Linked DNA regions of Mus musculus: region 1 is linked to region 2. A link is a contact called in public Micro-C data. All regions are on one chromosome and are shown on one strand. The core of a region is the stretch at or near the end of the contact, and the rest is flanking DNA. Distances in the headings are between cores, read along the strand shown. Region 1 has its middle 150 kb from the start of Ppp6c. Region 2 holds the start of Scai (suppressor of cancer cell invasion).

Region 1 (2,885 bases), core at 371-2,870, 180 kb after region 2:
TGGTCCTCCTTACAAGTCTCCCTCCCACCCTCTCGTGTAAAGGGCCACCTAATACTCTTTAACGGTGCTCCAGAATATTTAACACACAGCTGCATAGACGATCTCTTTTCTCCTCTAACTCAGCAAATGTACTGCATGACTCCAGCCATGTCATTCTGAGGTCAGATGCCTACTCAGAGAGGAAAATAATTCTACAGGGAACTGACTTCTCTTGGACCAATCAAGATTGAGCACTGCTGTCCGGCTATGAGACTCTGAGACATTTTGTTTCTTAGCTATAAAGCTGAAGTGACTACATACATTGAGACAAGAAGTGGCTAGCCCTATGAGAAGGAGGTGTTGGCCTGTGCCTTTCTGAGCCTGGAACATTTCACCTATTTTCTCATTCCATCCACTGCTGAGCAAACGTCACCATTTCAATTTGTGGCTGAGTAGAATTCCACTCTGTTCAGGTACCACATTCTCTGAGTCGGGGATTACATTTGAGTTCCTTGCTGCACTTCTCTGGATACTATATCCTGGGTTTTGACTGAAGCCTGTTGCTCTGGCCTGCTGGCAAACTAGACAAGGAAGGACAGATGCTTCACTATCTCTGTTGGTGGCACTGAGGTCACCAAACAGCTCTGGCAACTTGTGTTACTTTTTTTCTTAAGCCTTTAGAGAGGTCTGCTTCTGCATTCTGATTCCTCCAAGGAATTGCTGAAGTGCTTAGAGAAATTCTTTAATTTCATTCAAAACAAACAAACAAACAAACAAACAAACAACAACAACAACAAAGAACCCTGCTAAGTTTCTCTAAGTTTAAAGATATGGGAACATGTAGGTAAAACGTTAGAAATCAACCATTGCCTACCAGGGCAGAGTGAGTTTCATACTGATGAGTTTGGGATGTACAGTTTGGCAGGATATTGCTTAGATCCACAGCATAAAGTTGATTAAATTGTAATTCAAACTTCTTGATAAAACTGGTCAGTTGACTCCAAAACACACAGGAAGATAAAAGATAAAAATAATAGAGCAAAGGCTCAGACGATGAGAAGGCAGCTTTATTTATTAAATTGTTTTCATTTCATGACACTTCAGAGGACAAAGAGGAAATTTCTGTTTTTTGAAGATACAAATTTAAAATCACCTAAAGTGGCTTTGGCTCTTTTAATTGAGCCAAGTACCCCTCCCCATTTATTACATACAAGATTATTAGATACCCCTAAAGGGCTTTAGCCCTTCTTTGAGGAAGCTGGAGAAGCCTGAGACTCCTGATAAAGTATTTTGTACAAAAGTTCTTGCTTGCTTTACCCGGATTTCCACGACAACAGGGGGTTTCACAGAATACGAGGAGCACAGTAGACAGGCTGTGACCGCGCAGACTCATGAGCAGGCAGCAAGCACCCAGCATTCCAACCCACAGTGAACCTGACTCATTCTGCTGGCTGGAGGCTTTGTCTCGGCCACTGCCTGCTTTGTTAGGGGTCAGGACAGGTCTTAAAACTAAACGAAATGACCAGCAATTCCATATTTTTAAATAGTTGTGTGGCCTCTGCCACACATACATACACAACTGTCTGTCTGTCTATCATCTGTCTGCCACACTCTAGGATACATTAGCCTGGCCTAATCTGTGATCTGGGGCTTTTAGGGGCAAGTGAATATTGGAGGGGAGCCCCATCTCCAGCTCCTGACACTTGGTCCTCCACATGCAAATGCTTATTAATTTTCAAAGTTTTTATCTGTTATTGTATGCGTGTGTATCTGCATGTATTGTGTACCACAATTTTCAGTTAGCTTCCACCACGGCTCCCAGGGATTGAATTCAGGCATTATTCTTGTGCAGCAGCAAATTCCTTTTTTAAAAAAAATTAGATATTTTCTTCATTTACATTTCAAATGCTATCTCGAAAGTTCCCTATTACCCCCCCCCCCCCCCCGCCCTCCCTACCCACCCACTCCTGCATCTTGGCCCTGGCATTCTCCTGTACTGGGGCATATAAAGTTTGCAATACCAAAGGACCTCACTTCCCAGTGATGGCCGACTAGGCCATCTTCTGCTACTTATGCAGCTAGAGACACGAGCTCTGGGGGTACTGGTTAGTTCATACTGTTGTTTCTCCTATAGGGTACAGCAAATTCTTTTACCTAAGGAATGCTTTGCTGCTACTGCATACTTGTGTGTGTGTGTGTGTGTGTGTGTGTGTGTAATTTTCATATAAGTATTGCTGTATGCTGGGCATATTCACCCCCCCCACACACACTATTATCCTCCCTTTTCTCACCTCTCCTATCATTTCTCTTCATCTCTTAGTGCAGTTTAATTTTGTTCGTGTCACAGAGACAGTCATGCTTTTATGTATCTGCAAGAAACATAGTAGCACACACACACACACACACACACACACACTGAGTAAAACAAAAATAAATTTAAGAACTAAATATACATCTAGTCTTTTTGTTCAGTATTCATTAGCATATGCTTTTGCTTTCATTTTTTTCGTCAATTCATGCATAATAATTAATGGTCAATCAGCTTGAAAACTTTCCTTGATGTTGATAATGGAGTTTTCATGAGATCCTTGGGGTTTTCCTAAGTGTTATACTATCTTCAGGTAAAATGAATTCTCTCAGCCTTTTTTATTCTTATATAAGTACACACACACACACACACACACACACACACACACACACACACCACACTCACATAATAGTGTTTATATTAATATCAACAAAAATCTTCACCATAATAATGATGGAATAGGGCCTTATGTCAACTTCTAATTCATAGTAGCAACAGGACTTAAATTAAATGACTCCATTCTGACCACAGCCCTCTGCTGTCCATTAGGGTGGTTGCCACTTAGTGGTAGTCTCATTCAGCAAGCAGGAAAACAGAA
Region 2 (2,825 bases), core at 154-2,653:
GAAATACACTAAAACATATTTGTGGGATGAATACTCTTCTTCATTGCCTAAGGAAAAATTCAGTTGTCTGCGGCCTATGTAAGTCCTTAGTTACTACTTTTGTATTAAGCATCTCAGTTTATTAGACTTTATAAAGAAAGAGAGAGAAAGCCAGGAGTGGGACTCTGTTCAACTGTGTATGTATTAGAAGCATTACAGTATAAAGAACATAAACTTTGCATTCAGACAACCTGGATTCAAATCCTGGTTCTATCATTTATTACATGTGTGATCTTTGTTTGCTAAGTATTGGCTACTCTATGGTTCAGTTCCCTCTTTTGCAAAACTGTCACAGAAAATAACACAGAATTTGTATACGACACTTGGCACACAGTAGCTGTTCAATGACAATCTCCGTTAGAGATGCCAAAGTTGAAATTAAGACTAAAGTCGAAAGTGGGGCTTTCTTAATGTTTCCCCATTTCCCGTATCATATACCTGCAAGGGGTTGGAGGTGGTGGTAATTTGAAGTTCTCAAAGGGAATACCTTTCCATGCTGTCGAATTTACTAAAAAAAGGACCTAAATAAGAAACTTTATCTACTCACCACGTAATTATGCAGCACAGGGGCAGCCAAGCAAACAGGAAAAACACGAAGCTAGAGAGGAAGGCATTTGCCTTACCTGCTTTTCCGTTTTCGGGGTGGTTTCTCCACTGTGCCAGACAGTCTACAGACCAAACAAATGAGACCCGTAACTAAGACAACACACCGTTTGCCTTGCCTTGCCTGTGGGGCACTTCATGTACCACCCTCGGGGGGCCACAGGCTGACCACAGGTTGGCTCTGCCTACCCGTGACCTTACAGACACCCCACAGGCAGGGCTTCCTTCCCTCCCACGACCAAGCGCCTGGGACTCACTAGTCCCCGAATGCTCTCGGTTCCCTGCCCCAAACGTTCGGCTCCCCCAACCACCCGCCAGGTCGGCCTCATTGTCTGCCCAGAGCCGCAGGCCCCCCTAGCTCCCCTCAGACACGGCCCCGCCCCTCAGACCCGGTTCCCCGCATTCCTTGGCTCCCCGGTGGGGCGCGCGCCCTCCGCTCTCGCCCAGCGCGCCCTCGCTCGCTGCCCCGAGAGCTGCTCTCCCTTGGCGCCCCCGAGATGCTGAGTGCCTGTACCCCCGCCCCTTCAGGGCTCGGCGCCTAGACACCACCGCCGCCACCCCCAGGCCCGCTCTCTGGGCCCCTCGCCCCTAGCCTCCGCCTCGCCACGTAGCCCACCCCACCTGGGGGCCAGGCGACTCCGCGGCTGCTGGGACTGCCGGGCTCCTCTGACCATCCGGCTCCTGCTCCGCCGCGGGAGATGCTCCGGCGGCCGCAGGGCTCGCTCGGGAAGCTGAAGCGGCGGAGGCTGGAGTAGGCGGAGAGACAGGAGGAGGGCCTTGCGCCCCGGCCAGGCTTGCCGCGGGGCTCGGGCCCGTCCCCTCCTCGCCTCTCCTCGGTTTCTATTGGCCACAACGGCAGGGTATCTAGAAATCCGACCGCTGATTGGGTGCTTAGGCCGTCATGTCCCGCGTGGCCCACCCCGAGGTTTGGTTGAGACTGCAGGTGGCGGCAGAGGTGCCTTAAAGACTGCTAGCAGAGCGAGAGGAGCCCTGAGCGCCTCCGTGTGCCAGAACGGGGACTTACATCTCCGGCGCCAGACACCTGCCTGCAGGTTCTCTTTGGCTGGCATCCTGCATCCCTGACACCTCCCAGACACCTGCTATTTCCTCCGCCTCCGCACTGCTCCAGAACCAAAATCAAGCGCAGCACTTTCTCCAGATATATTCAGAAGTTCGAGGGCAAAGCAGCTCTCTCTCTCATAGTCTTCTGAATCACCTCGAATGCGGCTTAATGTCACCCTTCAAAAGGGACTCGGTCTCAAATTGTAGGGATCAAGCAGTTTGGCTGCAGGAAAGATCCTAAGCTTGGATGCAAGCTTGTAAGAAAGCAGAATTTCTTTAATTACCTCGAAAAAAAAAACAACAACAACAAACAGCATTGCAAAAAGAACCAATTACAATAACCACAAGGAATGTATTCCATTTTGAAAAGCCTAAAAAGAACTGCTTCTTGTATAAGCTAGCCATTCTGTGCCATTCCAGATGATTAAAAAATCTAACCAGCTAATCATTTTTGGTATAAAATTTCACTGCATTTTTTGACAGACCTAAGCATGCAAAACATTACATGCATAAGCATGTAAATACAATTAATACTAGTAATCTTTTCTATTCTGCTCTAACAAAAAGCTATCTTTGAAAATATAGCAGATGTATATGTAATGCACCCGAAGAATTTAATTCTTAAGATCTATGCAAATCTGTCTGGCAGATTCTAAGTTCATTCCTTCCATTTGGGAGAAGGCATAAAACTTTCTCTTGGGCCATTTTCATTTTATTAGAACACATTTTGTTAAAACACACACCAACAATGTAGTGGCAGATATATGGCTCAGCAGAGTAAAAGGTGCTTGCTGTTCAAGCCTGATGTTGTGGCTTGTCCTCAAACCCAGAGGAACGCTTTCGATGACTCTCTGACCTCCACATGCACATGACACACACACCTGCACACACACAGCACACAATAGCAAATAAAATGCATGAGACGTATCTCACAAATCTCCACAAGTGGATAGTATCCCAAATATTGAGATAACTACTTTTTCACAAATGTATTTGGTGCAAGGGGTTCTCCTTTATTCCTACATGATTTATCTTGCACCCATCTTCGATGTGGAATGGCCTTTCTTTTATGAAACAATGGGATGCTGCCAAGTTATAGCGGGATTTATTTTTGCATTGCT

What was found. A called contact is a pair of places that touch in the nucleus more often than the background predicts.
Region 1: a contact with region 2 is called in a Micro-C map of the G1E-ER4 cell line, with 9 times the contacts expected there. The contact joins the enhancer-like site here to the promoter of Scai in region 2. A contact is called at or near these places in 6 of 39 promoter capture datasets (the C10 cell line, embryonic stem cells, liver and 2 more), 4 of 15 datasets of contacts at CTCF or cohesin (embryonic stem cells, large pre-B cells and pro-B cells), 35 of 484 Hi-C or Micro-C datasets (B cells, the G1E-ER4 cell line, Sertoli cells and 10 more), 7 of 115 datasets of contacts at active chromatin or transcription factors (astrocytes, embryonic stem cells, large pre-B cells and 1 more) and 1 of 9 other capture datasets (adipose tissue).

The regions. Positions count from the first base shown.
Region 1 is chr2:39,370,346-39,373,230 of GRCm38.p6, forward strand. No RefSeq gene overlaps it. Among named protein-coding and RNA genes, the nearest start is that of Ppp6c, 150 kb to the left of the region's middle. Within about 2 kb of position 1,621, at least 5 of the 459 cell types and tissues checked have an H3K27ac peak or open chromatin away from gene starts, as enhancers often do. A contact at or near this core is called in the G1E-ER4 cell line, where this site is marked.
Region 2 is chr2:39,189,327-39,192,151 of GRCm38.p6, forward strand. Scai (suppressor of cancer cell invasion) reads right to left here and starts at 1,404. Exons shown (of 18, transcript NM_178778.3): 1 at 1,264-1,404; 2 at 663-707. The coding sequence starts at 1,316.